Linked DNA regions of Sus scrofa: regions 1, 2, 3, 4, 5 and 6 are each linked to region 7. Evidence: chromatin contacts called from public HiChIP or PLAC-seq and promoter capture Hi-C data. All regions are on one chromosome and are shown on one strand. The core of a region is the stretch at or near the end of the contact, and the rest is flanking DNA. Distances in the headings are between cores, read along the strand shown.

Region 1 (3,333 bases), core at 497-2,996, 390 kb after region 7:
CCAATGGAACACGCCATTCGAATCAGAACTTAAATCAATGCTGAACAGCCAGAATATTAGAACTTGGAGTAATATGAGGAGAATGAAAGCCAGATGTTATTAACTTTGCCTATTAACTGGGAGAAAATGTTACAGAGGCTACTCTAGGCCTAGACCATTCTTCCAGTTTCCAAAAGTGAGTCATGGGTGGGCAGATCTCAAACCCAATCAGGGAAAACCAGAGAAAAGAGGCAGGTGAGTATGACACAGAAAGTCTTGAGTTTGGGATCTTTTGCTTCAAACTTGGAACTTAAATCTCAAGTGACATTTTGACAGGATGATGTAGGTGAATAGGCACTCGGGTAGGAATACAAATTGGCACAGCTGTTAAAAACAGCAACTTAGAATTAGCAAAATTACAACTGCATACCTTGAGATCTAGTTCATGCTACTAGTGATCATTTTTTGAAGCTTTTCGTTGTGGCATTGATAATTATAGCAAGACTGGAAATAAATTTCATGCCTTTCCCCCACCCCTCTCACGCCTACAGCATGTGGAAGTTCCCAGGCCAGGGATGGAACCCCAGCCACAGCAGTGACCATGCTGGATCCTTAACTGCTAGGCCACCAGGGAACTCCTTTAATACCAATTTTTTTATGCAACTGGCTAAATAAATTATGGTACTTTCAAACAATGGATCACTATGCAGCTGGGTAAAAGAAGAGACACCATTTTACATACAAATATAACTGATCTTCAATTAGACTAAAATGCACTGTTTGCACACTGTGGGAAAAAGGTAATTCACAAAAATATACATCTTTGCTTCTACATTCATAGGCTGTCTCTGCAGGATCGTGAGAAACTTTTAACATTGCCTGCAACCTTCAGGGCTTCTAGGGATGGATGGTTTGTTTGTTTGTTTCACTATATGAATGTCCTTTGTTACCTTTTAAATTTTGAGACATGACAACAAATTCGCACTTACACACATGAGTGAAGGAAAAGGCCCTGTGTTTGCTAATACAATGAGTAAGCTTGCGAGTTCAACTTCAAACACCCGGATCCACCGTTGCCAGTTAAGTTTGTTAACCTCTGTGGCACAAGGCTGAAATGTGTCACAACCATCCCCAGTCCTCAAGTCGATTTTTCCTTCCGTTTCTGAAATCAGCCATGTGTCAGAACTCCTAGCAAACCTGGCATTCTTTGGAAAACACCAAAACACTTTTGCTTTCGTTGTATTAGAGGGAGGGGGGCTAAAAACATCAGGCCAGGTAATATCTGATCATAAATGAAATTCACTGTTTTTGAAAGTTCTCTGTAGCCATTAAGCTGCAGAAATACTAAGTGTTACTCAACAGAGTTAGTAATAATTACCATACAACACCTCAGTTCAGCACACCCTCTGGGCTCCACGCACCCTCACCAAAGGCTTCACCTTCGGGCTCCTCCTCCCGCTCCTCCTCTCGCTCCGCCTCCCGCCCCCTCCCCCTTGTATTTGCCTCTCTCAGCGCTTGGCGGGAGTTTCCTCGCGTGACTAGTCTGCGTAAGTGCGGAAGACGCACTGCAGCACCTTGGGCTGAGGGACGCCGGGTTTACTCTTTCTTTTCGTCTCTATGATCCTCTTTGTGACCCGTCGGAGAGCACTAGAGTCCCAGAGTTGCCTGCCAATAGTCCTCCAGGCCGACAGAGGGCAGTGCAAAAAGCTGACGTTCTCGCGAGAGGGGCGGTGTTCTCTCCACGTAGTGAGAGCGGAGCGCATGCGGGTTCGGTGGTGCGCGGTAGCTGGGGCAAAGACTGGACCTGGCTGGAGCTCGGGAGAGCGCGCGTGCGCGCTGTCGCGAGCTCGGCGCTGCCGGGGCTGCCGTGTAGGAGTGGGCATACGACCGCGGTGCGGGCCGCAGGCATGTTCCGAAAGGCCCGGCGAGTGAACGTGCGCAAGCGGAATGACTCGGAGGAGGAGGAGCGAGAGCGTGATGAAGAGCAGGAGCCTCCACCGTTGCTGCCGCCGCCGGGCACCGGCGAAGAGCCGGGCCCCGGCGACAGGGCCCCCGGGGGGGAGTCACTGCTGGGCCCGGGGCTGCCGCCGCCACCCTCCGCGCTGGCTCCTGGCCCCGGAACCGAGGCCGGGGGTTGCTTCCCGGGCGGCGCGGAGCCCGGCAACGGGCTGAAGCCGCGCAAGAGGCCGCGCGAGAACAAAGAGGTGCCCCGGGCCAGCCTGCTCAGCTTCCAGGACGAGGACGAAGGTAACTGCCGCGCTTCAGCGCCCCCAGACCCCGACATCCGTTTCCCCGGCCCCGACCGCGGGTCTCCGCATTCCCCTGACGCTCAGCCTCAGCCCCCGAGAAAGGAGCCCTTTCCCGCCGGATCTGCTGTACGTTTTCCCCGCCTCCGGCCTTCTGCTTTGGCAGGGGATGCGTTCCTGCGCCGCCACCAACCTTTTCTTAACTACCGCCTCCTTTTCGTCGTCTCGAACATTTTCTACTCCGAGGGGCCGGATCTCAGATTAGTCATTTAGAGTTTTTCAAGAAAAAATTCCGTGTTCCCTACTCTGCCTCTTCCTGGCAGGTGTGTTTTAGGGAGAACTCGAGTCGTATCCCCTGACTGCTCTTGGCACGTTCTCTGAGCCCTCTGCAGGTCAGTGTACCCAGTGGTATATGCACTGTACCCAGTAGTGACCCAGGTCACTGTACCCAGTAGGTAGGTCTCTTGGTCTCCTGGTCCTTGTCAGGCATCCTTGCTCAGGAAGGCAGGGTGTGTAAAGAGGAGTACTAGATTTGGGAACAGAAGCTCTGGTTGAAGAACTGGTTCTGAGTGACCTTGAACTAGTCCCTGGCGATCGCCGAGCCTCAGTTTACCCATGAAAGTGAATGGGGCTACAAACGTGCAGGCTTCCTCAAATTGACGCTTGGACAATGAAGCGAGGCGGTGTGAGGGGCCAGGCTGCAGTGGATTTAGATTTCTGATCCTAAATGAGCCGTAAGTCATTTCACTTGCCAAATTGTTGAGTGTGTAATATAACCCAATTAAGTGTATGTTGTAAAAAACGAAATCAAGACTTGTAAATCTCACATCTCGATGCAGGAACGCTTTCTTGTTTCTAGTAATAGGCAGTTTGTCTTTGGCTTTTGTGTGATTTTTTTTTTTTTTTTGGAGAGGAGTCCAGCCATTTTTTTGTTTTTGGTGATACAGGAACAATTTGCTAAAGTATTTTTGTTTGACTTTAACGTTTTCAAATTAAAGATGATGGCCACATCATCAAAACTTGTTTTTGAAAAGTGATTCTTTCTCAGCTTAGTATTGAAATAACAACATGTCAGTTTGTGATTGATATAGAGTTACTCAGACTTGCC
Region 2 (3,378 bases), core at 47-2,546, 400 kb before region 7:
CATCCTAAAAATAACCACATTAATAAAATATTTAAAAGCAATTAAATGAGCGGATATATGTCCCACTTAAACAACAATATATCCCGCAAAAAAAAAAAAAAAATATTCTAGCACTACAACGTATCAGTGCCCCAATAACCCTGTTAACTGAGCGCTATTTACAATTTCGTCTTCGACTGATTCTAAAATCCACTTACGTCTGGCTCTTGCTCTTAACTTTAAAATCAACTATAAATACATATGAACTCGGAACAAATATGTATGTTACACAAAGCATAAATACAACCACTGAATAACAGAACCCAGGCGATTTTCCTGTGTAAACAACTCTTTCTTCAGAAATCTTGTTCAAATTTTGTAGAACCAAGGGTAAACTACGTAGCAATGACAAAAGGAGCTTGTTGGTCAAATAGGTCAACTAGGGCAGGGGTAGCAAAAAAATTTAGACCTACTCACAAAGTCCACTTTGCGCTTGCTAAATTAAAAAATTACTAGTAATTCAAAATCCTCTTTCTTCGTCACCCCGAACCCTCTGTCAAAGTAACTAACATTAATTTGAGCTATTTTAATTCAAATTTCTAACCTATTAGAATATTAGAATGATGCCTGGTGGAAACCACAGGACTCTAGGACACAAATAATCTAATTAAAGGATCCCGACCCCCAAATGGTCTGAAGCTTGCAAAAATAAAGCGGATTTAAGATTACCCAAGAAACGGCCGTTAGAGACCCTTTCCGGTCAAAGACACCGGCCGGCGAAATCCGCGGAGGCGGAGAGGGGGAGGGGAGGCGCGGCGGCGGCGGAGGAGGAGCTGAGGAAGGAACTAGGCCCGTCCCTGGTGGACAACTAGGCCTGCACTAGCTAAACAGTAGGAAATGACCAAACGGGAGAGAAGAGTGAGCATCTTAACTCGGTTCTAGGAGAAGGAGCCTGGGATTACCTCGCAAAGGCCCAAGTTACTCGCTGGGAAGGGAGGGAGCGGATGGGGGGGGGGGCGGAAAATGGATCCCAGGCCCAGGCGGGGCTGTAGCGGGGCCTGAGACGAGCAACGACAGCGTCTCCGAAGAAAGGTGCCATGGAAGGCTACGTGGGGCCCCATAGGTCCCTTGGGAGCAAAAGAGTCTGGGAAGCGTTTACCTTGAAAGTTCCTGTTGAATTTCCCGGAATTTACTGACCACGAAAGACCTAAAAATCTGCTCGATGTTGGTCGCCATGGCGTCCGCTCCGTTCTCTCAACTCCTCCTCGCTAGTCCTCCAGGCTCCCAGCATGCCTCGGGAGGAGGCGCAGCGGCCAATTCCGTCTCTCGGCGTCCTGATTGGTTTCTGCGGGAGCGCCCGGACTGGCACGCTCCGCCCCTAAACCAATCAGTGGCCACGGCCACTCTCTCCTCTGCTGTTTCTGAGCGTCTGGGGTAGAGCTGCTGACGTTTGCGCCGCGCACGGCTATGTCCGCCATGTTAGTGACTGACGCAGGCGCCATTACAGGAGAAGTCTCTGTGGAGGCGACTCTGTCAGCTAAAGTTCTCAGGGTCCAATAGTGTTTGGGGGCTTAAGAGGCTTATTTTAGTCACTAAACGCCCAGTGTTAAATTCCCTAAGGAAAGAGTGCAAGGGGGGCAATATGGTGTTTTGACCGGGGCTTCCAACATTCCTGGATGGCACCGAGTTTCGGCAAGACGAGCCATTCCGGGAGACCATTAATCAGCGTCTGCCTCCATATGAAGAACACGTTTTTACCCCCATCTCTCTTCTGTGGTATCCTATAATGGGCCTCATCTTTTTAAATTTTAGCATTAGGGCAGAGGTCGTGAGCGACCTGCATTCAAACCCGGGCTCGTCAGGAGCCAGGCGTGTCACGAGACTTTTCCAAGGTAGCTGACTCGTGAGCAACACACAATTAACTGAGCATGGCTTTAGCATCACGGCGCCCCCCTCCTCAGAGCTCAGGAGGCACTGGGCGGAACAGAGACGATACGTGGCACCCGACACTACAGGGTTACCCTGTAAACGTGCTGGGGCTTGGTAGCCCGGCTCTGGAGCGGGATCAGGCCGCGCCCGAGAGCGGGAGGGGACCACTCTCGATTACCTCGAGGCAGGGACCACTGGCCGCGCGGGCCAATGGGGAAGCGAAGCCCGCCGGGGGCGGGGCGGGGGCGTGACCGCCGGATCCCCCTCGGCCGACTTCCGGCGCGCGGCGAGCCCCTGGTGCCATCCCCGAGGACGGCTGGGTGTCTGCGGGTAAGTTTCGCCACTTTTTGGTAATGTACACTTTTGCTTTGGTTGGGGAATTTAGTATTAGGAACGGTATGAAACTGTAGGAACTGGTTTGGTTCTCGGAATTTTCATCTAGGTTTTAAATGCTGTGAGTGAAGGTTGACCATGTGCCATTCACTTTCAGCTGAGGTTTACATTGGATCTGTCACTTTCCCTGCTTTCTAAGATGTCAGGGCCTTTTTTTTGTCTTTGTGCGTTTTTTTAGGTCAGGCACTTAAATTGCATATTTTCTCGTCGTGCACCCTTTTTGTCTTTAGCAGATTATTTAATCCAATTTTGTAGTTGATTTTTACTTTATTTTATTCACCAGGTACTTGGAAGTGGCTTTTCCTGGCTCTCTGATTCTCGTTATGGTACCCATTTAGATAACTGAGGCCCAGGAAGGTATCCCAGCTAATTCGTTTTTAACTCAAACCTAGGTACTCTGGAGACCTCCTAGCCACTCTGGGTATAGATTCCCTCAGGCCGAGTCCTAATCCTATTTCAGCAGTCAATTACAGCGATCAGGATAATTTCCCTTCACTGCTCTTGTTATTCAAACTAAAATGTTTTCTCTAAATTTAAAGATATGTTCATTTAATATATCTCAATATACATGGCAAGTTTGTTCTCCATTAAGTTAAAATAGTGTTTTCTTCTCCGAAATATAATTAATTTTTCTTCCTCATATATTATCTGAAGCAAAATTAGTTCCATTGGAATCCAGGCTTCACCCCCCTCTTTTCGGTATGACCTCCAGCAAGTTCCTTACCCTAATTGATTCAGTTTGCCTTCTGTATAATTAAATGTCTTTTGAAAGTTAGTAAATAAAAGTAACATTATTCATTGCTTTGGTGGTTTTTATTTCCTTGTTAGAACTTTCTATCCTTTAAGCATCAATTTAGGCAAAAGAATAAGTAAAATACAGCAGGTTAGCATTTACTTCTGTTGAGTGTAAGGAATGTTAATCGTTTATAAATAGTCGTGAATCCTTGCTTGGCTTCATAAGACATTCTTATTTTTTAATTTAATTTTTGATTGTTTAATATCTTTTATTGGAGTATAGTTAATTTACAACGTTGTGTTAGTTTCAAGTGTACAGCAAAGTGAGTGATTTAATTATGT
Region 3 (3,198 bases), core at 479-2,978, 480 kb before region 7:
AGCAAGAGCCCGCAATTGTGCCTTCGGTCCACACCATAAAACCGTGTCTGTGCGTAAAGAAGGGAAGGGCAAGCGGTAGACACCGGGGACGCGCTCCCACCGAAGGAGAGCAGCTTTCTGTTAAATACCATCAGAGTCGGCCCCGGCAGGAGGACTCAGGGCCAAACGGCATTGACTGCCCTTCACTGACAGGGATTTTGCAGGCACACGAAAGAGAGAAAGGGATGAGCCGGGGACTCGAGGCCGCGCGGGGGGAGAAGCGGGAGGCGCGATGCCGCTCCCCGCGAGCTCCGGATCCCAGGAGGCCGGCGGGGAGGCGAGGCTTGGCCGGTCCGCCACGCTCAGGCGGCCGAGGGCAGCGAGGTCAGCCCTAGAAGGACCGACCGCCTCATGTCCCCCGAGGGAAGGAGGAACCCCGCTCCGCCCGCCAAGGCTGTGGATGCCCATTCAACCCGAAGCGCGTCCCGCGGCCGCCACCCCCTCTATCCGCCGCGGAGCCCCCGCCTCCCAGAGACCGCCAGCCGGCCGCCCCACCGCCACCCCCGGGAGGATGGGAAGGACGAGGCTCAGGGGTGGCGAGCGCCGCGCCTTCAAGGCGCGCGGCAAAGGGTGAAGGGTGCCCGGAGGGACGCGCACTGGCCCGCGGGACGCGCGCCCCGGGCGGCCATCGCGCCGACCCCCGCGGCGACCCCCGCCCCCGCCGCCTCCCGGGTCCAGGCCGCCGAGGTCCAGCCTGCTCCTCACCTCATTTCCAGGCGGGTCCGCGCTGCCGCCCCACAGACAAATCAGTGCAGCTCACTCGCCGCGAGAAGGGACGCAGGAGCCGCAGCCCTGCACACCATCCCCGCCCGCCCGCCCGCCTCTCCGTGCGTCCCGGAGCCCCGCTCGGGATTCTCCCTTGCGAGCCGCCGTACTACGGAGCAACCAAGCTGCGCTCCCTCCCCTCTTCTCCGCTCTTTTCTACCTCCTTCGCTCCCTCCCTCGCTCCCTCGCTCCCGCCTATCTCCTCATCTCCCTCGGCTGCCTACCCCGCTCCCATCCACCCCTCCATCTCCTCCCACAGGTGGGTGGGGACAAAAGCGCTGCCAATCAAAAGAAAGGGCCCGCACCTCCTCTCCGCCCCTTACCTCTAGCCCCGCCCACAGGGGAGAACGCAATGAGAGGGAGCCAATAAAAATGGAAGAGGGCAGAGTAACAGCCTAGTAATCCAATGAGCAAGCTCAAAGAGGACGTGTGCAAGACTCTCCTCCTCCCCGCCCCCCTTCCAGAAGGCGTAACTAGAGGTTTCTGGTCTGGGATTTTCTTCAAGTGGTCGTGGAGATTTTGTTCCATAATTTCAGTGTGTTTGTCCTTGCCGTGGGAGGAAAGACACTAGTTAGCATGCATTCAACTAACGGAAGGTTTAAAGGAGAGAACAATGTGGTCGCAAAAGGGAGGCGGGACGTAGTCCAAGGAAGGTGATGGAGATACGGTTGGAATGAGGAAGGGTGTGGTCTTCAACTGAAATTTGCATAAAACTGAACCCTTCGGCAACTAGGACTTTACGCATTTATTGGCAGCCCCTGATGCCTCTCCTCAGAGCATGCCGGGAGATGTAGTTTCAAGTTTGGTTGCTATGGCGTTCTCTACAGCTTCCGAGAGTCGGAGAGTCTCCTAGAGTGACGAGCGGCCTGACCAATGGGAGCATCTCCTGGCCCATAGGGGGCGGGCTCTCCGCAGAAGGCCTTGAAGGTGGCGGTGGTGGAGGTGCAGGCCGTTGGGGCGTCTTGGAAGCAGGTGAGCGCGGAGAAACGGGTTGTGTGTCTTGGGAAACCGGGCTTTGGGCGAAAGATCCGAGAAGGCCCGTGGAACTGTCCAGCCCTGGGGCGGATGGTGGTTCACGTCGCGCACCAACCGCAGACCCTCCTGGGCCCCGGCCTAGCTTAGCTGAGGCCGCTGAGGGGCGGTTAAGACTTAATTTGACTGAGGATTTCCTGGTCCTTTCAGGTTTCGGTGGTAGATTTTATCTGTTTGCCGCTCCCTCCACATTTATGGAGGCAGAAGTCTGAAAGGTCTTTTCTACAGAATCTCCCAGGTTGGATTTTTCCCCCTCTTGCATCTTTTTGTTCTTACACTTTGAGTGTCTTTTTCTTGCTGCCTTACTTCTCGATCACCGCTTTCTCCTCCTTTACGTTTTTTGTGTTTGGGATATTTTTTTGGGGGGGGAGCAATTACTTAAAGCGAGTGTATTCGCATTTATATAACTGTAGGGCCAGATTTGCCCATCACATTGAAGCTAAAGAGAGTATTTGGGAGCAATGCGTGAGAATCACCTCAGTCTTAAAGGTCTGGGCGGGTCCTGAGAATCTGCATTTCTGACACGCTCGCAGGTGCTTCTAGTCCACGTTGTATGAGCAGCAACGTTCTGCATCAGCTCTGCTGAGTACAAATTTAATGGGAGCCACATTAAAAAAAAAAAAGAAAGAAAAGAAAAGAAAAACATGAAATTAACTTTAGTGTTTCATTTAACCCCGTATATCTAATACATTATCATTTCGACACATAATCAAATATTTTAAAATGGAGACGTGATACAGTCTCTCTTTTTTTCGTATTAAGTCTTTGAAGTCTGATGGGCATCTTACACTAACAGCACACCACAATTCTGACAATGCACAGTTCAAGGGCTCCTTAACCACTAGTAGCTTCTCTTACTGGACAGCACAGATCTAGATGATATAATAACCCACTGCAGAAATTAATAGGTGCTAATAAAGCTCAGGTTGCACCTGGTAGAACCCCTTACTGCTCTGTGAGATGGGCTTTGGAGCTACTTGACAATTTCTCTGCTCAATTTACAGAAATAAGAGCAAAAATAGCCGCCATTTATTGAACACTTATTTCATGCCAGGTATTGTATTGAGTGTTTTGCATGTGTTGTTTAAGCCTTCCAGTCACCCTTTGAGGTACCTGCTATAATTATACCTGTCTTACAGGTATGGAATCCAAGGCCCAGGAGGCTAGAATTATGTAGGCCAAGTCATACAGTGAAGAAGCAGGAAAGCCAGGATTCAGAGTAAATTCACTTATGACTTCTAATCCTATCCATCAACCACTGCAATGTATAATTATTCCCTTTAATCCCTAATTTCAACTCATTGATACCTTTCCTCCAGTTTATGGCAGGGGTTGAGACATTCAAATTTGAAACAGTTTCAA
Region 4 (3,112 bases), core at 260-2,759, 440 kb before region 7:
TGGGTTAAGGATCTGGCATTGCTGCAGCTGTGGCTTAGGTCGCAAGTGCGGTTCCAATCTGATTCCTGGCTCTGGAACTCCATTTGCCACAGGCGGCCAAAAAAAGGAAAAAGAACAACATAGGTGACCTACCTAATACCCTCTGCTTATCAAATGGTTTTGATTTACTCCTCTCTTCTTTGCGTTGCCACCTTAACAGTCTTTCCAGCTACGTATCTTAAAAGATGTGATGGAGAAGTTATCAACTGGTGTTTTTAGGTATGCTAAATGACCAGCTTCATTGTTCTAGTTAATTTTTTTATCCTCGGCAGTTAAAATGGGCATTCCCATTTTTGTTTCAGCTTTCTTAGTATACCTGTCACCTCCATATTTTGCTATTTTGTTTAGATAAATAGCTGCTCTTTAATATTTCTCAAAGCATATCTTATGATACACCAGTAAGTATTCCCTAAGATACAAGTGGTTTGTGAGTTTTCCTTCCTCCCTTCCATACTGTACCTCACCCCTTACTCGCCTTCATCACCTCTCCCAAAGCAACTTGAAATAACCCACAACTTGGCAGGAGGGAAAAGTACTGTTTTGTTATTTGTTTCTTAGTTGGATCTGTTTATCAAAAAAGAGGGAGTGGATTAAATAGCTATTTTCCCCCTTCAAAATTTAACCACTTAAAAATTTAACAATGGAAATATTAATAGACAAGTTTATTTAAAGTAATAGAGTGGAACTATAGCAGTTGTCAACTACCATTCTATGTACTCTACTCATCCTTAACTAGACCTGACATTTCTAATAATTTCATTCTTCCTCAGACCTCAATTGGATGAACCTATTCCACTATACGAGGCAAAAGTTACCATGGAAGTTGTTCAGAAAAATCAACGAAGAAAGAAGCAAGTTGTTCAATTTTAATTTTGTTCTTTCTCAGACCTCAGTTGGATGAGCCTATTCCAGTATTTGAAGCCTGAGTTGCCTTGGAAATTGGGAAAAGTTAAGGAAGATAAAAGCAAGTTTTTACATTTTTTAAGCATATTTCCTGCTGAGACAAGATGCTCAGGGTTATTTGAAGTATTTGAGAAGTACTTGAAAAAATACTCAAGACAATTCTAAAATTAGCATCTAAAGGGAATATTCTAAAAGGCTTTTTAGTTATTGTTTCTATATATTTGCCTCTTCTAAAATTCTTTCCATGATGAAAACTGCTTTAAGCAGAAGCCATGCTACTATCTATAAAGCTGTTGGAATCTCCTGCTGTATCAAAATAACATTACTTTTGTATTACACTCTCTTCTCAATACCTTCCTTCTTTAACAAGCCTTTGCTGTCCTAACCTAATCATTTGAATATATCTTCAAGCCTGAAAGGATCTAGCCCATAGCAACTTAATTTTTTTTTTCAAATATTCATTCACTCCAGGGTTTCCTCAGGATCCATCAGGACCATCACAATAACTCGCCTGCGGCTACTGCAGTGTTTGCGTGGAAGGCTGCAGTGGCGATGCTTGGGAAGGGGGCCGGGAGGCTACGCTTGCACAGCCAGCGTGCTGATTTCCTATCCGGGTTCTCCGTTTTGGGGGGTTGGGGGAGGAGGCCCAGGCCACTCTTTCCAGCTCTGGACCTGAACACTGCACTTCCGAAAGCTTATCGAGGCGAGCTCAAGTGTGACGTTTCCTTTTCATCCTGGCGCCCTGCCCGGGGCTCATCACACCCTGCTTCGGATTTAAATAGTGCTCGGCTATTCCGGTGCCTTGGACCGCGCGCTTCCCAGCCACTTAGCACCCGGCGACCCGACTGCATCCTCGGAGCAGGAAGGAGCGCCAAGGCGGCGTCCCGGGAAGCGCTGGGCACTGGAGCACCCGAAGCCCCGGAGGCGCAAGCCGGGGGCGGGGCCTCGTGAGCGCCTGACGGCGCACGCGCCGCGAGGAGCCTCGGGGGCGGGGCCGCGTAGTGGGGCGGGGCTGGCGCGCGCGGGAAGCGCCTACCGGGCTGCGGGTTCCCCTTCCTCGGCCTTCGCCGCGCGTCATGGCTCTGTCAGTTCCCGGCTACTCGCCCAGTTTCAAAAGGCCGCCCGAGACCTTGCGGCTCCGACGGAAAAGGGGCCGGAGCCTTGGAGCTGCTCCCCCGCCCAAGGAGCGGCCTGAGCAGACGACCCGCCGCGCGGCCCTGGCGGCCGGGCTGCCTCTCCGCCCCTTCCCGGCGGCGGCGAGCAGAGGCGGCGGCGCCCCGGCCGCGGCCCGAAGAAACCCCTTCGCTCGACTGGACAACCGGCCGCGGGCCGCCTCCGAGCCTCCCGACGGGCCGCCCCGCAGCCAGCAGGAGGCACCGGGCCCGGTGAGTGTCTTCGTGCCTGGGGGCCGAGGGGCTCTTGTACTTTGTGGGTCGACTCGGCTGTGAGGTAGGGGTGGCGAGTTCTCGCGTTCCAGGAGGGAAATGGGCGCCAAGTGCCAGCCGCCCGCCGCCCAGGGAGCCCTAAACTTGGGAGGCGGCTGCTCTGCCAGGTCCGGGGGGCGTGAAGTGCGCTCCGCCAGCCGCCGCGGGACGTGCGGCGCCCGCGGGTCCTGAGGAGAGGACCCCATTCCCTCGGTCCAGTCCGGAGCCCGGCCCGGGGAGTTTGGGCTGCAACCGTCCCGTCGGGGGTTAGAGACCGGGGGAGAGAGCGCGGAACAATCCTAGAACAACTCCGGGAGGGCCGCTGTGTGCTGGGAAGGTTACGAGACGCTCTTCCCAGCGTGATTCTGGGCTTCCCTTTTCACGTGCTCAAAATGATCCTGCAGTTGAAGGAATACTGAGGATTCATGGAGTCAGAATTTACTGGTATTTGTCTTAGCCCAAAACCTTTTGGATCTTTTGAATTGAGATGATTGATTATTGCGTTATGAGTTGTGCAAATTACCTGCCTTTCCCCCGCTTCCGTCTTGAGAGTAAAGTTCAGACACAAATTTGAAGTGAAATACTGATACACTGATTTGGGTGCATGTGAATTCCTGCCCTCGGATTTATTGAGAAACTTGAAGGCCAGGTGAGGCTCTACGTGTTTAAAGCAAACTACAGCGTCATTTATGATTGAAAAGGACCATCTTTTTAATTTCAGCGTTTAGATTCTAATCAAGAAAATG
Region 5 (3,423 bases), core at 318-2,817, 440 kb after region 7:
AAGATGCGGTGTGGGCAAGTTGGGTTTGCAGTCCCAACTCCACTTGAAACTGAATAATTTTTAACAAGTTAACTTTTCTGGGTCTCAGTTGTCATAAAAAGCAACTTCCAGGCAATGTACTCGATAACACCAACGTATGTCCTGAAGCTATAACCTTCCCTATGTTTTTGTTGTTGTTGTTGTTGTTTTGGTGCTTACCTGTCTGGCATTCCTTGTGGAAGTATTATACCTGAAAAGGCAATAAGAAAAATTCCATTCTCGCCCACTCCCATTTTGTTTTCTCTGTCCAATGTCATCTTCAATTGGAATGGATTCTTCTGAAGGGGGCACGTGAGGGGCAGAAGTAACCATAGACCAGTAGAGTAACTTCATTAATTCCGAGGCTGCTGTCAGTAACCACCAGTTGAGCAAAACAGTTTTTCTAAGGAGTAGTACTGAATAAGAGAAATCCTCTCCACTTCTCAGAACTAAAGCTAAGTGTCTGCCATCACCTTCTAGAAAAGTCGTGGCTTCATTTTTAATGAATGACAGCTACTTTAGTATCCCGAAACCAGAGTGGGTTCTAGCTTCTCTAAAGTGAAATGTGAAGCCATGTGACAGGGCCCAGAGGGGGAAATGATCTTGTGCAATATACTAAATTTAAATTCTGCTTTTGCTGTTGGTAAAGCAAGAAGGGGAAGACATAAAGAAAAAGCAAAGGCAAGTGGAAACAGTTTCCCAGGGGGCTGAGTTCTTCGGGTTTTTCAATTCCTTTTTGCCCTGTTGGTTTTGATCATTTTTAGATTTATTAAGTGGAAACGGAATAAGAAGTCCGTAGAAAAAAACGATATAAGCCACGATGCATGATTTGTTGAAAAATGAAGATAGGAGGAAAGGGGAAGATTCTTTAGTTATGAAATTACACTGTTAGCAAAATATTCGCTATTCAGTGACAACCATAGCTGCCTTGGCCTCAGTCCAGCCAGCCATGTTTGAGTATTGAGATCCTAGCTAGCGATTTCCTATTCTCTCCACTGTACATACAGTTGAGGACTCTTTTTTATAGTACTCTTGAGAGCTCCAGAACACAGCAAATGAAAAGGCAACGAGCAAGGTTGTTCCAAAACGGAATTAGTTTTTCTTCCTGCTTCCTACCGAGACGCTCAGAATAAGAACCCGGCGCTGTTCGCAGGGAGACACCATGGACAGCTCTTCAGGCTTTGCCCTCTTAGCCTGCTGCGCTGACTGTCCCGAGGCCTCCCCCGAGTCTACGCCGATGGGGGCCGCAGGGGGTGGTCGGGACACCCATCTTGGGCACGTATCAATATCCAGCTCCCAAAGCTTTTCCCCAGAGTCCCTCCTTGGAGCCTACAGGGAGGGCTGGTAAGCTCTGAAAAGCCCACGCAAGGGGGTCAAGAAGGACGCATCTTCCCTCTCCCCGTCGCATCACCAGCGGTGGGACCTGCAGCCGCAGCCTGGGGTACACGCCGCCCGCGGCGAAGGTTGGTGCCCTTGGAGGCGGTGGCCACCCACCACTACCTGGCCCGCCGGGCGGCCCCCGAGTGGGCGTGGCCCCCGGACGCCCCCGCCCCTTTCCTGCGAGGGGCGGGCCTTCCGCCCCGGGCCCCGGCGCAATGCGGAAGAGATGGACCTGCTGGAACGGAAGTGACGCTTCCGGCGACTGTGGCTGCGGCTGCGGAAGACGGAGGAGGAGGAGCCGGAGGAAGAGGTGAGCCGGCTGGCGGAGGGCGGGGAGCGGCTGCGGCCGGACCCACCGGCTGCGGGGCTCGCGGGCCGGCGCTTCCTGGAGCAATCTCCGCCTCCGCAGCCTGGGCGGGAGCGGTGAGAGGCGACCGCCGGCTGCCGGGTATGGGAGGGCTGGCAGGGTGGTTGGGAGCCCACTGGTTGTGAGGGCGCCGCGTCGGGCGGGGGGCTGAGGTGACAGCGGCTGTCAGCCTGCCCGCAGGAAAGGCACCGATTAGTATGGGCGCCGGGTCATCTTTTCTGGCGTATAATGGAGGGAACGGACTGCTCGTCGTTTCCGTCCCCCTGGGAAGGAGCCGCTTTCCTGACGGTCGATTGCCCGGGACCCCCGAGGAGCCCCGGTCGGGTCCGTGTCCCGAGTCGTGACTCTTCCCGGGTGGCCATTCATATTTACCGGCTGCCGCCTGCGGACCGGTCAGCCCGCGGTGCCCTGGGGCTGGGCGGGAGGCGGCGGTAACCTGTGTCGCTTTCCTTGCCCTTCACCGCCGCCCCCGGGAGAGCTTGTTCAGTCGGGTAATCCTTTCCCATTTCTCGCCCCCTAAGGAGCTTTGAATCCGCCTTGGTAACCTTCCCACCTACGTCTCGTTTTCCCCCTTTCGGCCTGAAGTTTCCGAACCGTTTCCCTTTTAACGTAGTGACAAATCCTGAAGCAGGAAGCTGATAAACAATTCCGAGCGAAATACGCTCAATTTTTTTCCTTTTGGTAAACATAAACTAAAGGGGAAACTCCTCTTAACCAAGCCGTTCATGGGCTTGGAGTGATAAAACCCCGACTTGCCTTGCGCTGAGAATTGGTGCCGTTTCGTCTTGCTTTTCTGTAAAATTAAGTGACGACTTATCTTTTGGAATAAACCATTCTCTCCCCGAGCTCCCTTTTTTTTCCACCCCACCCCCCATCAAAACCTGGCAGGGAGGGACTTCTGGATGCCTTGCAGTCCTTGCTGCAGAAAGAAACATTAGCTTCATTTGCTTTGCTTTTGCTTGGTTTTCACAGGGCTGCCTCTGAAGAAAGGAGAATGGCGTTCAGCAAAGGATTTCGGATCTATCACAAATTGGATCCCCCACCTTTCAGCCTCATAGTGGAAACTAGGCATAAGGAAGAATGTCTCATGTTCGAGTCTGGGGCTGTAGCCGTGCTCTGTAAGTCATCTCGTACAGCCCAGCTGATGATGGTCTGTTTTGATTTGAAATAATTCAGATTCAACCCATTTTTTTAAGGAAGACTCTGATAACCTTCTCATTGTTTTTCACCTAGCAGGTCATGCTTTTATTTCCTTTTAACCAGATCTTATTTTCTTTTCTTCCCCTGCTGCAGGTTTTTTTTGGAGGTGGGGGGAGATGCAGGTTTTGGTACACATTTTTGCTTTCTTGGGTTCCTCTGCTGCTCCTAAAAGTAAATCTTTCTAAAAAAGAAAAAAAATATGGTTGCAATTTGTAGCACAACACATCAACCCATAAAATGGCTTGCTTGACATTTTTGCTGTGATGAATTTCTTTTTTTTTTTTTTTTTTTTTTTTTGCTTTTTATGGACGAACCTCCGGCATATGGAGGTTCCCAAGCTAGGGGTCTAATCAGAGCTACAGCTGCCAGCCTACACCACAGCAACGCAGGATCCGAACCACATCTGCTACCTACACCACAGCTCATGGCAACACCAGATCCTTAACCCACTGACCGAA
Region 6 (3,244 bases), core at 544-3,043, 350 kb before region 7:
AGTATGCAGCAAACTTTTAAAAGGAAAAGAACCATATTTTCAAGTGGTTTGACTCTGCCCAGAATTAAACTGACCAAAAATGCTTTGGTTTATCACTCATTTGCTCTATTGACTTAAAAAGCCATGGTTGCTCTCAAAGACATCATTAGGACAATTGTTAAAACTGGAATACAAAAATTGTACATTAAGGAGTTCCCATCATGGCTCAGTAGTTAACGAATCCGACTAGGAACCATGAGGTTGCAGGTTCGATCCCTGCCCTCGCTCAGTGGGTTAAGGATCTGGTGTTGCCGTGAGCTGTGGTGTAGATAGCAAATGCGACTTGAATCCCGGGTTGCTGTGGCTGTGGCAGAGGCTGGCAGCTACAGCTCCGATTTGACCCCTAGCCTGGGAACTTCCGCATGCTGCAGGTGCAGCCCTAAAAAACAAAACAAAAAAATAAACAAAAAACCTGTACATTAAATAATACTGTCTTTAAGTTAAATGTCGTGAATTTGCTATCAGTGCTATGATGAAGAGAATGTCCTTGTTTTGAGGAAACAAATACTGAGTACTTTGGGATAAAGGGGCATAGTACGTGCAGTTACTTTTTTTTTTTTTTTTTTTTTTTGCTCTTTAGGGCCGAACCCGAGGCATATGGAGGTTCCCAGGCTAGGGGTTGAATTGGAGCTACAGCTGCTGGCCTACCCCAGAGCCACAGTAACGCCAGATCCGAGCTGTGTCTGCAACCTACACCACGGCTCACGGCAACGCCGGATCCTTAACCCACTGCACCCACTACGTGAGGCTAGGGATCGAACCCACATCCTCAAGGATACTAGCTGGATTCGTTTTCGCTATGCCACAACAGGAACTCCCTACTTCTGCCTTCTTTTAAGAAACGTAGTCATAGTACAAAATATTATTTAATGTGCCAGGCGCTATGCAAAGTGGTTTACATACAGTGTGTAAATCTCACAAAAACTCAGTGAGTGCTACACAATTATTATTTCATCATAAGTAAAATGAGGAAAACAATAGCATTTACCTCATTGGGCTGTTGCAAGAATTTTAAAAGATTACATAAATAGGCATTTAGCACAGTGCCTGGCAAAAACTGAGTGCTAAATACGTTCACCATTTGCTGGTACCCTCACTTTACAGATAAACGGACACAGAGAAAAGCAGTTCTCAGCTCAGGTCTGACCCGCCTTTTCTTCTTCTTGCTTTTTCCTATTTTAAAAACTTACCCTGTGCAGAAGGGGGAAATAGTAAATCCCCATAACAGTGACTGAACTTAAAGCGAGAAAACACTTTATTTAACTTTGTCTTCGACCGTCCTCACCCTCTCTCTATCAATGCCTGGCTAAATGACCTACCTGCTCACTAAGTTCCTGAACTAACGAAAGACTAGGTTTCTAACCTGGGTTATCTATTACCACCACGTTCTAACCAACCGAGCTAACCTAGACTTTCTGGGCCAGGTAGTATTTCCTCGTCTCTGAGCTGGTGTCCTTGGCTGCAAACCTGAAAAAGCTGTTCAGGTCCTATTCGGGGGGAAAAGGACTTGTCATCCCCTCTTCAAAACAAGTTACCTAGGACCGGCGCCCTCCGAACCATTAGCACTTCAAGGGTCGCATTCGACACTGACCAAACGCTATGGTAAATCCTATTCATCTCCCCTCCGGCGGTGTAGACGTTTTCACCGCCCCGCCTCCCTCCCGGAAGGCGCAGGCGCGCGGCGGGGTCCTCCTGGAGAACTACATTTCCCAGAATCCACTCGACCGACCCACCTCCCGCTAGGGGTGGGGAGGGCGGAGTCGACTGCCCGGGGCGGGGCGGAGCGTCCCGAAATTGTCCTGCTTGTGTCCTTTTGGGAAGAGTTTGTTTTAAAAGAGATTCTGGGGTCCCCTGGTAAGGTAGGACATCTGTCTCTATTCGGTATCACATTGCCCTCCGCACCCCTGAGGGTTCCCTCAGCGTAAAAAGGCAGATGGTCTAGTCCAGCGGCGGAGACAGCTGGGGAGTGGAGGGCCGCCCTCGCACGCATGCGCAGATGCTCAGCATGGGGGCGGGAGCCGCAGAGCCCCTTCCCAGGGTCTGAGAAGGTGAGTAGAGGGCGGGACCCGGCGTGTACTGTGTCGAGATTGACTTCTCTTCCGCGACGGCCACCCATCCCAGTCAAGTCTGAAAGCCGTTGACCCCAATTTTTATAGAAAATTGGAGTCCCCAGGAGCTGAATTTTAGCGTTTATACATCAAAATCCTATTTTTAAGTCACTTCTAGCATTTCATTGCCATTTTCTATATAGAAGATTTTCTCTTCTACTATGCTGTGCGTTTAAAAAACAAACAAAACAAAACAAAAACAGGTAACAGTATACTGAGAGAGTTCACCTTTCATCTCGGCTTTCAGGCTTGCAGCAGACTATTCCTTCCTAAGACGCTGTAGAGCTTAAAGTCTTTTGGACCCTTGATTCTGTGCAATTTAGTGTCAAGAGTAGGTACAGAATCAGTCACTTGTTCTAATTGTTTCATGTAAGTCTTCTCATGAGAAGACTCCTTGGGATAATAAAGACAATGATGCACTCACTAAAGAAATAGTGGTGCTACTGACGTTTATAATTTGCTGAGGACAAATATGCAAGAGGCTTGTTGTGCCCTAACCCTAACTATTTTGCTTACACCTTGCTGTGTGATTTGGTTGTGTTGCTTAACCTTCTGGGCCTGCATTTTCTCATAAAATGAGAAGATTGGATTAGATCTCTGAGAACTTGCCAGCTCTAAAATTCTGTGGTTAGTACAGAGTAGAATCTAGATTCCATCACAATATGTTGACGCAAGACATCATTAACTTCCATTTCTCTGCTGAACAAATGAAATAAAGCTGTAAGAATTTTGGCAGCAGCATTAGAAAGAAGTATTGTACTCGTAATTCATCCTTATTGCTGAAAATATGGATTTAGCTGATAATACAACTTTCTTCACCCAATATTTGTTGTCGTTTTATAGATCATTGCTAGGAAGAAATCTGGGCACAATAATGAACACAGTGTATGTAGTGATGGCTCGAATCCTAAGATCTCATCTGATAAACGTTTCAATGATTCCTCATCAAATGAACATGGGTCCATATCTTGGTGTGCTTAGAACTAGAATGATGTCAACTTATAAATCCAAAAAGAAGATGAGCGAATATTATAGGCTGCTGAATCTGGATGAAGGATGCTCTGCAGATGATGTCAGGGAATCTTTTCGTAAACTTG
Region 7 (2,969 bases), core at 352-2,851:
ACCAGCCTACATCACAACCAGAGCAGCACTGGATCTGAACCGAGTCTGTGACTGACACCAGAGCTCACGACAGCGCCGGATCCTTAACCCACTGAGAGAGGCCAGAGATCGAACCTGCATCCTCATGGATTCTAGTCAGGTTCTTAATCTGATGAACCACACGGGAACTCTGTGACGGTCATCTCTAAGGTGGGGTTTGGAAGGGGAGGTGGGAAGGGGTGGGGGTGTGGGGAAGCCTTGCAGGAAGATGGAAGAACTTGGGTAAATGTCTAAGGCAGAAGGCCCCAGCAGAGCAGGCTGGGAGGCGGTATGTGGGTTCTCAAGTCCAGCTGTGGGACAGCAGGTTTCACCCAGTTCCCAGGAAGATAGGTGCCCACACCGTGCCTTTCCCAGACTCACACAGAGGGGCCTTGTGGGCTGGTGTGTCCCAAAGTCTGGTGCATTCAGGGAATTGAATGCCCAATGAATGGTGAGGAGCTTAAACCTCTTTGCCAGTTTTCAGCTGCTCCATGTAGATTTCAGCTGTCCTCATTTGTACCTATTGACCTACAGGTACCGGTCTCTCCATTACTGAGAGTTAAAACCACTCTCTGTCCAGGTCCATTGACCTTGCCCCTTAGGGAGATATGGCTTATCCCCCTGCATAAAAGCTCACGTCCTCTGGATCCAACCAAGTCCCTCATTTGCAGGCATCCCATCAGAATCGCCCAAGAACTTGATGGGATGCTGTCATTACTCTGTGCCCAGCGCATAGCACATAGTAGGTGTGCAACTAAATGCATGGTTGTATGAATGAATCTGTTTCCAAAAACATGGGGACTTCCCTATGGGAACACTTCTCGCCCAGCCTGAATCGGGGTCTATGGTAGCACGCATTTAGCGCCCACTTCTCTGCACACCATCTGTAACCCGCAAAAGTGGTGTACACTCTTCATCTCTGCCGTCCCACCTCTCCGGAGCTACTTCAGCCCCTCCAAAGGCCACCAAGGACAAAATAAAGCAGAAAACAATGCCCGGAGGACCACGCTCCAGATGCTGCAGAAACAACTGTTCACACTCTCGGTCCTAGCTTATTATTTTATACATAGTGATAACTAGCTTTTTTTTCTCTTTTGTCCTTTTAGGGCCGCATCTGCAACATATGGAGATTCCCAGGCTAGGGGTCGAATCAGAGCTATTGCTGCCAGCCTACGCCAGAGCCACAGCAATGCCAGATCTGAGCCTCGTCTGTGACCTACACCACAGCTCACAGCAACGCCGGATCCTTAACCCACTGAGCGAGGCCAGGGATCAAACCCGCAACCTCCTGGTTCCTTGTCGGATTCGTTCCTTGTCGGGAACTCCTAGTTTTGATTCTCTGTTGGCTTAACCTCCTGCAGAATAGAAACTGTACGAAGAAAGCCTGGCTCCTTGGGTTAGGATGTGGGAAGAAGGCGACGAGGAGGCTAGCATGGATGATGCTGACAAAAGATAACGGATTGCTCACCTACCATCATTACCATTGGGGCTTGAGAGGGGCTTACCAGCTTCCAAGCAGGATTCGCTCAGCCACAGCCGCTGCTGTTGGGGCTTCTCTGCATAATACTCTTTCAGGGATACGTGCCTTGTAGACAGTTCTGCTTTTTTGCTCCAGTTCATCCTTGGTGGCTGCCTCTATGCTGTGACCGTCAGTCCCCAGCCCCTTCTATTTCCTCCTTTTCCACCTCGGCCTCTGAAACGCCGTGGAACTGCCCCTGCCAATTACGACTACAGGCAAAAACTGCACACCAACTATCAAGCATCTGTTCCTCAATTTCTCACTAGCTGCAACTTTGAATAACATTTCCTCTGAGTATAAGAAGATGCTCCAAACTGAGAATTTCCTTGCTTACGCAATTTTTTTTTTTTTTTCTGGTGTCTGCCTTGTGGTTTAGATGCCACATCTTAACTTCTCCTTCCTCAAAGGGTCAGTGCAACTCTGCCATCTTGTTCCATCTGGGTCTTTTTCCCATAAGCCATAAACCAAAGTTTGTGAGCATTTTTCCCGTCCCTTTCTGAGCCAGGCTCCTTCCCTGGGCGCTGTCTGAAAATAACTTCGCTACCATCTCACATAGGTCCAATCACTCCAGCTTATCTCATGTCTGTTTTCTGCATGTAGATTACAGTTTTCCCCCTAATACACCAGCAAATACTTGGTGACTGCATATTTATGTGCCAGTATTCTGTAAAGTATAATCTGGGAGACAGACTGGAAAACCTGATTTTTGTCAGCTTGTGTCACGCAAGCCTGTACGAATACAGGAAAGCGTGAGATATGCGGTGAGGGGCATTGTGCAGCGGGGCCCCCATGTCTCTCCTGAGTGATGCAGGGGAATGTGGTATTTCCAGCTACAAAGCATCCTTCTGGGCTTGGAGTTGCTCTGCCCCTTTCCCACCCAAGAAAGCCTAGGAAATTTAGGGGGTGATGGGATATTTTCAAAGGGATAATCTTAAATACTCTTTACTCTCTTTCTCAGATGAGCCATCTTTTGCAAACTGTGAGACTTAGTGACAAAACACCATATCCCCTCTAACCCATGAACCCCATCCATGCAGCTCAGGGTACTGCAGTTGAAGCTGGTTGGCAAAGATAGGGCTGTTTTCTGATCACACTTCAAAGAAAGAAATGGCGTTCTCGAACTGCCTTTGCTCGCAACTGCCGATTGCATTTGGCAGAACGAGGTTGTGCAGAGAGATAAGCCTGGAAAAGGGGCAGTTGCTGTTACATTCTTGGTTGATTGTGGCCCCTCCTAACGCAGGAAGTATGCGAGTATCTCATACTCAAGACTGGAGCCAAAGCTGTCATGTCATTTCCACACCTCTCTGAGTCTCAATTTCCTTGTGTGGAAGCATGGGCATTTTCATGCTTGCCTCTTAAGGACTGTGGTGGAAATTCAGTAGAAAGAATTTTGTGAGAGCCCTCAGCACTGTGCTGGGATTAAGTGGTTTCT

What was found. Promoter capture Hi-C pulls out the DNA fragments that hold promoters and counts their contacts. HiChIP or PLAC-seq counts read pairs in DNA pulled down with a chosen protein or histone mark.
Region 1: a contact with region 7 is called in a promoter capture Hi-C map of fetal liver, with 3 times the contacts expected there. The contact joins the promoter of PAXBP1 here to the promoter of IFNAR2 in region 7. A contact is called at or near these places in 2 of 5 promoter capture datasets (fetal liver and liver) and 1 of 2 datasets of contacts at active chromatin or transcription factors (alveolar macrophages).
Region 2: a contact with region 7 is called in a promoter capture Hi-C map of fetal liver, with 3 times the contacts expected there. The contact joins the promoter of SON here to the promoter of IFNAR2 in region 7. A contact is called at or near these places in 1 of 5 promoter capture datasets (fetal liver) and 1 of 2 datasets of contacts at active chromatin or transcription factors (alveolar macrophages).
Region 3: a contact with region 7 is called in a promoter capture Hi-C map of fetal liver, with 2.9 times the contacts expected there. The contact joins the promoter of CRYZL1 here to the promoter of IFNAR2 in region 7. A contact is called at or near these places in 1 of 5 promoter capture datasets (fetal liver) and 1 of 2 datasets of contacts at active chromatin or transcription factors (alveolar macrophages).
Region 4: an H3K27ac HiChIP or PLAC-seq map of alveolar macrophages shows a contact between it and region 7. The contact joins the promoter of DONSON here to the promoter of IFNAR2 in region 7. A contact is called at or near these places in 4 of 47 Hi-C or Micro-C datasets (embryonic fibroblasts, omental adipose tissue, retroperitoneal adipose tissue and 1 more) and 1 of 2 datasets of contacts at active chromatin or transcription factors (alveolar macrophages).
Region 5: an H3K27ac HiChIP or PLAC-seq map of alveolar macrophages shows a contact between it and region 7. The contact joins the promoter of SYNJ1 here to the promoter of IFNAR2 in region 7. A contact is called at or near these places in 1 of 5 promoter capture datasets (fetal liver) and 1 of 2 datasets of contacts at active chromatin or transcription factors (alveolar macrophages).
Region 6: a contact with region 7 is called in a promoter capture Hi-C map of fetal liver, with 2.7 times the contacts expected there. The contact joins the promoter of DNAJC28 here to the promoter of IFNAR2 in region 7. A contact is called at or near these places in 2 of 5 promoter capture datasets (fetal liver and liver) and 1 of 2 datasets of contacts at active chromatin or transcription factors (alveolar macrophages).

Annotation. Positions count from the first base shown.
Region 1 is chr13:196,369,671-196,373,003 of Sscrofa11.1, reverse strand. It overlaps PAXBP1 (PAX3- and PAX7-binding protein 1), which reads left to right and starts at 1,746. Exons shown (of 18, transcript XM_003132753.5): 1 at 1,746-2,226. The coding sequence starts at 1,887. LOC106505849 (a long non-coding RNA gene) reads right to left here and starts at 1,609. Exons shown (of 4, transcript XR_001300667.2): 1 at 1,358-1,609.
Region 2 is chr13:197,159,993-197,163,370 of Sscrofa11.1, reverse strand. SON (protein SON) reads right to left here and starts at 1,296. Exons shown (of 12, transcript XM_005657147.3): 1 at 1,139-1,296. The coding sequence starts at 1,215.
Region 3 is chr13:197,246,915-197,250,112 of Sscrofa11.1, reverse strand. It overlaps CRYZL1 (crystallin zeta like 1), which reads left to right and starts at 1,728. Exons shown (of 13, transcript NM_001098596.1): 1 at 1,728-1,776.
Region 4 is chr13:197,202,640-197,205,751 of Sscrofa11.1, reverse strand. DONSON (protein downstream neighbor of Son) reads left to right here and starts at 1,509. Exons shown (of 10, transcript XM_013990191.2): 1 at 1,509-2,327; 2 at 3,088-3,112. The coding sequence starts at 2,019. CRYZL1 (crystallin zeta like 1) reads left to right here. Exons shown (of 13, transcript NM_001098596.1): 12 at 213-258; 13 at 810-1,279. The coding sequence ends at 909.
Region 5 is chr13:196,328,656-196,332,078 of Sscrofa11.1, reverse strand. SYNJ1 (synaptojanin-1) reads left to right here and starts at 1,567. Exons shown (of 32, transcript XM_013982569.2): 1 at 1,567-1,708; 2 at 2,738-2,883. The coding sequence starts at 1,614.
Region 6 is chr13:197,113,242-197,116,485 of Sscrofa11.1, reverse strand. It overlaps DNAJC28 (dnaJ homolog subfamily C member 28), which reads left to right and starts at 1,793. Exons shown (of 3, transcript XR_002338034.1): 1 at 1,793-2,087; 2 at 2,991-3,244.
Region 7 is chr13:196,764,719-196,767,687 of Sscrofa11.1, reverse strand. IFNAR2 (interferon alpha and beta receptor subunit 2) reads right to left here and starts at 1,601. Exons shown (of 10, transcript NM_001204775.2): 1 at 1,524-1,601. All of the region lies in intron 4 of LOC110256370 (40S ribosomal protein S2-like), which reads left to right.